Linked DNA regions of Ovis aries: regions 2 and 3 are each linked to region 1. The links are chromatin contacts, called in public Hi-C maps. All regions are on one chromosome and are shown on one strand. The core of a region is the stretch at or near the end of the contact, and the rest is flanking DNA. Distances in the headings are between cores, read along the strand shown.

The links. A called contact is a pair of places that touch in the nucleus more often than the background predicts.
Region 2: a Hi-C map of liver shows a contact between it and region 1, with 4 times the contacts expected there. The contact joins two enhancer-like sites. A contact is called at or near these places in 3 of 16 Hi-C or Micro-C datasets (liver and tail adipose tissue).
Region 3: a contact with region 1 is called in a Hi-C map of tail adipose tissue, with 9 times the contacts expected there. The contact joins the promoter of TRAF5 here to the enhancer-like site in region 1. A contact is called at or near these places in 9 of 16 Hi-C or Micro-C datasets (blood, hypothalamus, liver and 4 more).

The regions. Positions count from the first base shown.
Region 1 is chr12:71,269,150-71,272,733 of ARS-UI_Ramb_v3.0, forward strand. No RefSeq gene overlaps it. Among named protein-coding and RNA genes, the nearest start is that of NEK2, 17 kb to the left of the region's middle. Within about 2 kb of position 2,237, at least 11 of the 54 cell types and tissues checked have an H3K27ac peak or open chromatin away from gene starts, as enhancers often do. A contact at or near this core is called in liver and tail adipose tissue, where this site is marked.
Region 2 is chr12:71,408,486-71,412,276 of ARS-UI_Ramb_v3.0, forward strand. No RefSeq gene overlaps it. Among named protein-coding and RNA genes, the nearest start is that of RD3, 31 kb to the right of the region's middle. Within about 2 kb of position 1,371, at least 1 of the 54 cell types and tissues checked has an H3K27ac peak or open chromatin away from gene starts, as enhancers often do. A contact at or near this core is called in liver, where this site is marked.
Region 3 is chr12:71,523,513-71,527,469 of ARS-UI_Ramb_v3.0, forward strand. TRAF5 (TNF receptor associated factor 5) reads right to left here and starts at 1,363. Exons shown (of 10, transcript XM_060396218.1): 1 at 1,302-1,363.

The DNA.
Region 1 (3,584 bases), core at 987-3,486:
CTTTACCATCGGAGCCACCAGGGAAGTCCCAGAAGGTGCTGAAGGTACAGCATGGAAGACTGAAATCCCTGCTCTCAGGGAGGTGCCATTCAAATGGGGCAAGAGAGTAAACAGAGAAGAAACACGTGGGGGAGTTAGTGCTGAGTGCTATGGAGAGGAACTGAAGCAGGAAAGGGGTGGAGGAAATGGGGGTGCAGTCACAGAAGAGGTGGTTAATTAGTGCTGCAGAAGTTAGGTTTGAAGTGGGGTGGAGGGGGAATCAGAAAGGTTTGAGTGGGGTGCGGGGTCGGGGAAGAGATGCCGTAGAGGAGGGGTAAGTTGAATGTGGCTGGGAGATGAGATCAGGCAGGACTTGAAAGCAGGCAGAGGCTTGGGAACTGAGATGTCTTTATTTGCTTATGCATCTCCACCCCTAAAGCTGGGGACATCTAGGGTATTTGGGCGATGATGATGTACTAATCTAAGAAGAGGATCTCTTTGGTGGTGGAGAAGGCGAGTCCTCCCCAATGATGTTTCTCCAGCATGTAGGGGCTTCTCTGACGGCTCAGATGGTAAAGAATCTGTCCACAATGTAAGAGACCCAGCTTCAACCCCTGGGTCGGGAAGATCCCCTAGAGGAGGGCATGGCAACCCACTCCATTATTCTTGCCTGGAAAATCCCATGGACAGAGGAGCCTGGCAGACTACAGTCCATGGGGTGGCAAAGAGTCAGAGGCAACTGAGCGACTAACACTTGTCACTTTCTTGTTTGATAACGGAGAGGGCAGAGTCCTCCCAAATGGTGCTTCTCCAGCATCGCTTTCTAAAATCTTTCTAAGGTGACATCAATACAGTACTTACCATTACAGACTTTGAATGTTTACACAATGATGAGTTTCACCAAGCACAACCTGCTTCTCGTCATTTGAAAAAGAGGCTCTGGTTTTGAGAAAGACCAACCTACTGCTCCGGAGAAGGCAATGGCACCCCACTCCAGTACTTTGCTTGGAAAATTCCATGGATGGAGGAGCCTGGTAGGCTGCAGTCCATGGGGTCGCTAAGAATCGGACACGACTGAGCGACTTCACTTTCACTTTTCACTTTCATGCATTGGAGAAGGAAATGGCAACCCAATCCAGTGTTCTTGCCTGGAGAATCCCAGGGACTGGGGAGCCTGGTAGCTGCCGTCTATGGGGTCACACAGAGTCGGACACGACTGAAGTGACTTAGCAGCAGCAGCAGCAGCAGCAGCAGCAACCTACTGCTCTGAGAGACACCTACCACAAGGTGGCGCCATGGAGCTGTTATACCAGCAGCGCACCCTTTCCGTACGGCCCCATGCAACTGGTTTGTTATAGAGAAATCACTCGTGGGCCTTGGTTAAATGCCTTGTTCTCATTATTTCATTCAGTCCTCGCAACGCCCCGTGAGGAGTTCACATCATTAGTGTCACATGTTACACGGAGGAACTGAAGCGCAGAGATCACAGCTGGGAAGAAGCACAGCTGCTTTCTGAAATGATGTTTTTAACTCCGAAGTGGTTCTCTTGACTACAACCCTCTACTGCTTGCCTCCACAAGAGGTTAGCTTTGCTCCCAGACCATCTAGTTTCCCCTAATGATGAGATAAGGGTGATAATCCATAACCTTACTCAAAATATTTGAATGACTAAGGAAGGGTGGACCCAGAGCCAGCAGGGTTCTGGCCCAGGGGCCTTCCGGAACTGTGGGCTGAGAAAGACCGGTTACTGATGCGGTGGGGGTGGGGAGGATCCACGAGGGGTTTTCAAGTGAGCCCAGGAGGACCCCACGCCTCCCTGCTCTTTCCTCAGCATCTTCTCCAGGGCCACCTTATTCAGGCCTGAACTCCTTGGAGATATTTTGTTTCCAATCGACCTTCCTTGCAAAATAAAGCCCATTTTCCTCAAAGACCCCGGGGGGCTGCCCTCCCAGAATGAACTGAGGATGAAAGCCAAAGATAGTACAAGGCAGCTGATGAGGAAAGAATAGAGAGAACGTCTTTATTCCAACAGGAAGGATTATCGTTCCCTGGACTTGGTGGCTGGGAAAATAGGGATCCGTAGTGGATGGACAGATTTCACAGTGAGGAGGGTGATGAAAGCTGATGGAATCCATGGGCGTGTGAGGGCCTGCCTTCCGGTAACCTCAGCTCACTCCACCTTGGAAGGGCAGAGGTCAGTAGCCTGGGAAGCTCCCACGTCTGCAATGCTGGGTTCAACACGATATTGCGAAGGGCCGGTAGGGGCACTCTTGCTTACTCGACCAAGGCTCCTCTCCTAACGTTTCTGACACCACAGCCACGGCGCGGTTCCGGGGCTCCGCTGGAGCTTCTGAGTCTAGATGTCTCAGGGTGCCCGTCACTGCCTGCCTGCCTGCGGCCACCCAGCCAGGAATCAAACCTTTCTCCTCGCCTGCCCTGACTTTCTCTGGAGACAACACACTGGCCCTCTGGATGCAACTGGATGCCCTGTAACCTTAGGCCCACGTTCACAAGAAGTGTTCACAGCAGCTGATTTTATTCAATACATTTTTTTTAAAGTCCTTAAATTACGAAGTGATAGCATCAATGTAAAAACTCCAAACAAAATTGCATTTTGTTCAGCGATTGGGACCAGATTTTAGAACGTGGGTTTTCTTTACAGCTTTATTTGTGACCCATGAAATGCTCCGTGAATTACAGAAGAAAATAAATCTATGTTCTTTTGCAAGGCATGATGATTAGTTTTTTTTTCTGAAGAACCCTGTTTGATACATAATGTATATATTTTGAGGTACGTATTTACTGTGTACTTGCTTATTACTTACCTGTTAATTTGTTAAAAGCTCAAAATGTGTCAAAATCTTTTGCTACTTATTGCCTTTCTGTTTCTTCCGTTTCCAACACCTTTCCCTTCAATACTCCGTGCTTGTGCTGTGCTTAGTTACTTAGTCATGTCCGACTTTTGAGACCCTGTGGACTGTAGCTTGCCAGGCTCCTCTGTCTATGGGATTCTCCAGGCAAGAATACTGCAGTGGGCTGCCATTTCTTCCTTCAGGGGATCTTCCTGACCCAGGGATCCAACCTGGGTCTCTGGTGTCTCCTGCATTGCAGGCACTGTGCCATCAGAGAAGCCCCTCAATTACACTGACATAGTAATTTGTCGCTTAGGGGTTTATGAGAGTTTCAGCTTTGTGAATTATATCTTTGTTAATAGAAAGGTTCTGTTTGTGTAAAAAATAAGCTTTGTCTGATGCTGATATTGTCCACAATCAACATACTGTCAACAATTGATTTCAATATTGTTTCCTGTTAGTTGCACTGGCATAAAATACTTTTGTTATATTTGCTTATAGATTTTATTGCAGTTTTGCTTTAAGTAAGTATCATATAAACAGCATATATTAGGTGTTTTTTTTTTTCCTCCCTTAACTCAGTTTAAAAGTTTTTGTCCTTTAACCAAGGAATTGCATTTAAAAGTCTGTCCTTTAATGGAGGAATTCATCTAATTTAGGTTTCTTTTTGTAAATTGTGAATTTGGTCTTTGTTCTTTCATGATATCCTAATCCTTTAAAAAATGTTTTTTGTTTTTTGGTTATTCCTCTTTT
Region 2 (3,791 bases), core at 121-2,620, 140 kb after region 1:
CAACTATCTGCTAAGGTGTTTAAGCAATGGACCACTGTGTTATTTGCTAATACCTACCGGGGGCCACGCTCTGTGCTTGTTGCTGACAGACAGGGAGTCTGGGGAGGTGGAGGGTGGGATAACAGCAGTCCTGCTGTGTCACATGTCTGGTGTCACAGGGACACAGAGAGAGTCACTGACCCCAGGTGGTGCATGCAGGGAGGTGTGTGGGGGTGTGCCAGGGGGCACTAGTGAAGGCTGTCTAAAATTTGAAGGATGAGTAAAACTTAACCAGGTGAAGAGGAAGGGGAAAGGAGATTCAAGCTGAGAGAAGAGCAAGGATAAAGACCCCGAAGTGAGGGAAAGTCTGACATGGTTGCTATCCATGGTTGCTGAGGATGACAGAAGGGGAGCCTGGGATGAAATGGGTGTATAGAAAGGAGGGTTTGCTTGGATCTGAAGGGCTGGGATCGATCCTTTGAATACAGCCCTGCCAACACCCAAAGTTCTCAGCAGGAAAATAAATTTAGAAAATAATGAACTTTGCTTCAGTTTACTCTTCTCAAAAGTGTTGCTTCACTGTTTGCTAAAAAACCTTTTACCTTTAATAAAGGTCACTGACAAATGCAAGTGTTGGCACAGATCTAGGCTCTCTGGTCTAAAGGAAGATATTCAAACATATGTGAAAAATCTAAATATCTATCTACTTACTGATGGCTTCATTGACTCCTGCTTTAGGCCTTTAACTTGAAGGGTACCAGAGCACCCAGCTAGAGATTCACTTTCATTATGTTATTAATGTACTTATATTGTAGCTGATAGTTGCCAAAGCTGGGTTTATCTTGGTAAATGTCACACTGCACTTGAAAACATATGGGTTATTTTAAAATATCTTCAGATATTGATTTCTAACCTAATTACGCAGTAATAAGAGCTGAGCTCCCTGTGGGAGCTTCCCACTAGCTATCTATTTTACACATGGTAGTATATATATGTTGGTGCCAGTCTCCCAATCTCCCTACCCTCTCCTTCCCCCTGTGTCCACACATCCCTTGTTTTGAAGATTAAATGAAATAAAGGGATATGAAGAGCTTGGCACTAACATTGGTACGTAATAAGACTTCATTAATGATAACCGCTGTATCTATGATTTGGGGGGACAAACTTAAAACTTAAGTGTGTGAATGGAAAAGAGATTTCAATATGGTGAAAATGTTGGTAATGAATTTAGGGAAAAATAGTCCGGATCACACTTCAAAACCACTGACAGGGAAGTTTCTCCGGGGCCAGGGTTGGGTTTCTTTCATTTCACCTCTCCAGTGTCTAAGTAGTAGACATTAATAATGAGCCCTGAGTGGTTTTTAGCCCTTAGCCAGGACCCAGGAGAGGGAGCTGGGTATCAAAGCATTCCAGGAAGGCATGATTCCATGGGCTACTCTGGTCAAGCAAGGTCAGTAGAACCTGGGACATCACCAAGAACTGGGCGATTTGTGAAATAAGCAAACAGCATGGACGTCCAGCAACACATTTTTGGTAAGAGTTCAGAAAGAAAAGAGTTCAGGGGAGGGCAAGCCAGGGACAAGGAAGATAGAGGAAATCTTGGGAACAGTGCCCTGGAGGGTCAGTGGCAAGAAGTATCTTTGTTTCCAGTTCACACCTTTGACCTTAACATTCCTCACTGAATCTGCCTCACCATGGGCCAAGGCAGCTCATCATGCTTCCACTCTAACAAGGATGGGGTGGGGGGTGGGGTGGGCTGGGGTTTTTCACGGAAGAATATGAATCTGGAATGCTTAGGATGGTCTATGATCTGACCAGGGAGGGGACAGCCAGGGTCACAACGAGAACATCCCAGTGGCCAACCTAACAGAACCAAGAACTCTCCCCAAACTGGGAAGCTTCTTTCTCTGGCTTTGGTCGGGGGGTAAGGGGGAGTGAGGTGAGGAGGATTCTGGGATATTTGGGAAATACTTCATCTCCAAGCACAGAAGCTTTGGTCCAGCCTCATCAAACACTTGACCCTGGGTCCCAGAGGGGTCAGCGGTTTGATCCCTGAAGCACAATGAGTAGGATCAGAAGCCACCCCAGCTGGTTGTTCTGATGGGCCAGTGCGCACAGCCTGCAAATGACACCGCACAGTCTCTGAGTTCCTGACTGAGACATCCAGCTGCCTGCTTGACATCTCTTTCGGGACGTGTCAAATGTTCCTCCAGCTCGAGGTGTCTAAGACTGAGCACTTAAGTTTCTTCCCAGCCAGCTTTTCTTACAGCGCTTCCTGGCTCGCTGACTGGTAGCTCTACCTGCCTAGCTGAGCCAGCCAGGATGAAACCCAGGAATCTCCCTTGGGACACACACACACACACACACACACACACACACACACACTCTCTCTCTCTCTCTCTCTCTCTCTCTCTCTCTCTCTCTCTCTCTCTCTCTCTCAACCTCTGTATTTAGTTATCAAGTTCTGCTGATGTTACTTCCTAAATCCTTCTCCAGCGACTTCTGTGGTGGTCCAGTCATTGAGAATCCGCCTTCCATTGCAGGTTATGTGGGTTTGATACCCAGTCGGGGAACTAAGATCCTACGTGCTGTGCAGAGAAACTAAACCCACATGCCGTAACTACTGAGCTCGGGTGCCTCAGCTAGAGTCTGTGCTAGAAGACAATGAAAGATCCCGCAGGATGCAAGGAAGCTCCTGTGTGCTGCGACTAAGACCCAACGTGGCCACATGAATATTAATTAATAAATATTCAAAAACACTTATTAATGAATATTAAAGAAATACTGCTCCGGTCTCCCCTCTTTACCCATTTCCTTTGGCATTACCCTAGCACCCTGACCTTTCGCTACTTGACGATTGCAACAGCCGTCTATCTGCTACACCTGAGCCCATTTTGGACTTGCCCGATCTCATCCTCACCAGGCTATCACACGGCCTTTCACAGAACACAGACAGACCTACTCATGTCACACACACCTGCTCTGGAAAACTCCAGGAACTTCCCTTGGTTCTTAAAGATAAAGCTTCTTGATGTGATTTTCAGGGTCCCATGCCACCTGGCTCTGACTTCTTTCTGCTACCTACTCTGTATCACGTGACACACCCTCCGCTCCCTCCACTGCAGCCGGCCACGCTGACCTTCACACACACTCGCTGCACTCTCTCCAGCTACGACACCCATCCTGTGCTGTTCCTTCTTGTGAAACTCTCGCCTCCCTCCCTTGGCCTGTCAACACCTTCCAGCCCAAAGCCTGCTTTCTCAGGAAAGCCTCCCTGAGGGGTCCAGTCCTCTCAAGGTACGCACTTAGAGCAGTGCTCACAGCCCAAATGTGGCACTTGTTTGGCAAGTATTTGATGAATGGCTTTCCCTCACCCTCTGATAAGCTCCACAAGAAGAGAGATTATGTCTGGTTTTGCTCATCACATCCCGAGCATGTAAATATTTCAGTGCCTGGCACACAGGAGGCACTGAAATATTTACAATTTCAGTTGAGTTCAGTTCAGTTGCTCAGTCGTGTCCAACTCTTTGCGACCCCATAGACTGCAGCACACCAGGCCTCCCAGTTCATCACCAACTCCCAGAATTTACTCAAATTCATGTCCATTGAGTCGGTGATGCCATCCAACCATCTCATCCTCTGTCATCCCCTTCTCCTCCTGCCTTCAATCTTTCCCAGCATCAGGGTCTTTTCCAATGAGTCAGTTCTTGGCATCAGGTGGCCAAAGTATTAGCGTTTCAGCTTCAGTATCCATCCTTCAGGACTGATTTCCTTTAGGATGGACTGGGTGGATCTTCTTGCAGCCCAAGTGA
Region 3 (3,957 bases), core at 113-2,612, 250 kb after region 1:
GCTGCATGCTCCATTTGAGAGGTTCTAGCCCAGGCTTTCCCTGCCTAAAATTATCTCACCCCCGCTCCCCAGAACTGTTCTATACCCAGAAGCACTTCAACCAATTTCTTTTCATTTTATGTCTCCTTTCAAAATGCAAGTATCTCTGAAAGAAGGAATGTATTCCATTGGCCCTTCCCCACTTCTCACCCAGCACTGGTGCCCAATAAATATTTACTGAATTCAGTTGGTTACTAGAGGCCTGTCCGGAAGGGACACGGGTCAGAGCCCGGGGCTGTGGAGGGTGGGGTGCGCAGGGGACAGTCCCGGCTGGGAGCCACGCCTCGTTTCACCAACCCCACCGCGAGCGCTTAGCAGTCCTGGGTACCGTCACTGCGAGGTAACTGACTTCTGATGAAAGTAAATCTGAAATAGCCAAATATGGAAACTCTGCAGGAGGGGGCAGAAACAGCCCAGAGAGTCAGAGGAGACACCCTGGGGGGTTAGTAGCAAGAGCAGCGGCCCCAGAATTCACTGAGAATTCTCAGAAGTGCCAAAACCCTGCAGAGCAGTAACAAGGGCGAGGCCATCTGCTGTGGAGAACCCAGTTTCCACGAATTCTCTGGGTGTTCCCTGGGCAACTCGTTCCTACCTGAGTCTTGGTTTCCTGCAAGACCCCTTCGAGCTCTCCTTGGCTGGGGGTGAGGGTGGTTCTAAATGAGCACGCCCAATCGAACGGCTCCCCTGAGGTTCCACGCATGCCAGTATTTAAGCTTCATTCTAAAATATTCTGGCTGGAAGGTCCTGCAAAAGTGGAAAGAGCGGATGCCTCACGGCGCCATGCGGGAAGACAAGGGTTTGCAGGCACGCGTGCCAGGCACGCCTAAAGTCCTTCCCCGGCCCGTTGCACCCCGACCTGCCTCTGGTCCGCGGAGTGGACACCCTCGCCCTGGAGGCGCTCCCCAGCTCGGGACCCCCAGTCTCCATCCTCGGAATACCCCTTCTCTGCTCAGAAAACTCGTTCCGGGCCGCGGAACCCAACCGCCCCCCACCCAATACACACCGCACCCACTCGCCCGCATCAGGGGCCACCTGCCCCGCCGGCTTCTCCCGACCCGGGGTCCGGGCCCCTGGGCCTCCTCGCGTGCACCCGCCGCGGCCGTCGGGGACTCGCCGGGCGCGAGCGGGGGCCGGGCTGCGGGGAGGCAGCTGCCGGACTCCTGCCGCCGATGTGTTTTCGGTTTCAAAGTCATCGCGACGCGCTGAGAAGCGGTGCTCGGTGTGCTCCCTCAGGCCCAACGCGGCGACCCACCGGGACTCACCTGGGCTCGGCGCGCGGGCGCTCGGAGGGCGCCTGGCTGCTCCAAGGCAGCGGCTGCGAAGCAGGGGCTCGGCTCCCAGCTGCGGGGCCCCGCCCGCCGAGGAAGGGGGGCGGGCCCGGGCCCCGGAGAGGCGGGGCCTGGGGGGCCCAGGAGCGAGCGCGGGCGGGGGCGCCGGGCCCCCAGGGAGGGCGGACCGCAGGCAGGTGCTGGGCGGGGTGCTGAGAGACTGGGAGAAAACCGGCCAGTTGGAAACCTAGCCGACCCTCCCTCGAATCTTGAGTGTCTACAAGGAAGTCATCTCTGATTTCCCTGGCTGCATTTGAACTGTACTCGTCTTAACCCTTCAATCAGGGACAACTAAGCTCAACCAGTCCTTTCGTATTTTGACGCAATGGCAATCCACTCCGGTACTCTTGCCTGGAAAATTCCAGGCTACAGCCCATGGGGTCGCAAAGAGTCGGACACGACTGACTTCTCTTTCCTTTCCCTTCGTGAAAGTGTGTTAGTCGCTCAGTCTTGTCCCACTCTTTGGGACCCCACAGACTTTAGCCTGCCAGGCTCCTCTGTCCGTGGGATTTTCCAGGCAAGAATACTGGAGTGGGTTGCCATTCCCTTCTCCAAGGGAATCTTCCCAGCCTAGGGATCAAACCCGGGTCTCCTGCATTGCAGGCTGATTCTTTAACATCTCAGCCACCAGAGGTCTGGTTCAAATCTAGCCCTCCTGACCTTCCTTTACAACAGGACCAATTTGCCAGCCCCCTCCTTGCTGGCCCAGCAATCCCTTAGAGTTGTAGGGCTTGCCATTGTACCTAGGACTCTCCAGACGTCTCCTGTGATCTTAGAAACTTTGTGAAGTAGGCCTGGGCATGCTCATGTTACACATGACCCATCCGATGCCAGAGAGGCGACATGAGGTGATATGCCCGCGGTGTAGCACCCAGCAAGCGCCAGAGCTTCCTCCTCAGTCCCGTCTCCCTACTCCCCAGTGTCAGACTCTTACACCACTTCTCTCCCCGAGTATATGTTCTAACTGATATTTGTGTTCCACATAAATCTCCTCTGTGAAGGTTGATGGAGCATGAAGATCATGGATTTTAGAATATAATGGGCCCTAATTCCGATTCTAGTTCCTTCACTTTCAGTTAGGCAACCTTGGGAAATTTACTCAACTGCCTGAGCTTCAATTATTCACCAAAGAGGGTTAATAATAACAGGCACTATTCAGATATGCACAGGAGCCAGGCAGAAAACACACAGGAGAGAGGTGAAAGTTGTAGTCAGGGGGAAGGGGAGGGGACACCATCGCTGCACTGAAGACCATGTGTGGAGTCTAGAGGAGCAGCCAGGCTCCCTGCCAGCCTGTCCTTATCTGATTGCTTCTTTTTCAACAAGAGCCAGAAATCCAGATTCAAACCTTTTGGTTGGCAAGTCAGATTAACGATTTCATGGATAGATAGGGCCTGTGGTCATCTTCACTTATGCCTGCCTTCACGCACCTCCTTTCTCATGGTACACCCTTCACCCCCACACTCCCCAGGATGCTTACAAATCAATATGCTTTTGTAAGCTTATATCTCCTTTCACTGGCTAAAAACACAGTGTCTTGAATGCATATATGCAGGTATGCTTAGGGCCCTGGTACTGTTACTAAATATGATTCAATTGTCTCCCTCCATCCCTCTTGCCCATCAATGGAATAAAGCAGCCTATTTGTCTCAAGAATGATATCCAAGCTTTAAATATGATGAGATCAGACTCTGGGATAGAAAGTGAATCTTTTAGTGGTGGGAAGGGGAGTCCACATAACTCCAGGGCTGGGAGTCTCAGTGGGAAGATAGAGGAATTTCAGATAGATGGTAGTCAAAACTCAAGGACATGTTCCCACTTCCCCTTGTTGATCACATAGCCCTGGGCAAGGTGTCTGGGAGAAGTGAGAAAACCAATCCTGGGACCTAGCTGATGAAGGAGACATTATCTCTCTCCTCAAGGACCTTGAAGATGGATGGGAAGAAAAGGACATAAATACACACTAAATAGTAGAAACACACTCAAACATTAGAAGATGATAGCTCATATTAAGTTTTATTATAGACCAGGTACTGTGCTCAGTATTTTATCTTTATTTACCCATTTAATCATCAGCCCTATTTTACAGTTTGAAAAGCTCATCTCTTGAACACTTTGCCCCAAATTGTAAAATTCTTAGTTTTGGGGGAGGTGGGGTTTGAATATGGGGAGTCTGGTTCTTGTGGGCTTTTGGCACAGATGGTAAAGAATCCGTCTGCAAGGCAGGAGACCTGGGTTCAATCCCTGGGTTGGGAAGATCTCCTGGCAAAGAGAACGGCTACCCACTCCAGTATTCTGGCCTGGAGAATTCCATGGGCAGAGAAGCTGGATAGGGTTGCAGTCGGACATGAGTGAGTGACTTTCACTTCACTTCAGTCAGTACAACACATTGCCCCTCAAAAAACTGGTTGATGTGACATCAGACAAAACAGCTGAGGAGATTAATTTTAGCTGGTTTAGTGTTCTCAAAATATTTGCAGTATTCTAAACAGAATCCAGTTTTCAAGCTAAATTCATCTACAAAAATAAGGGCAGGATTGGACTATACACTAAATTTTTGCACAGAAGGGATAAACTTTTAGTCTGGGTA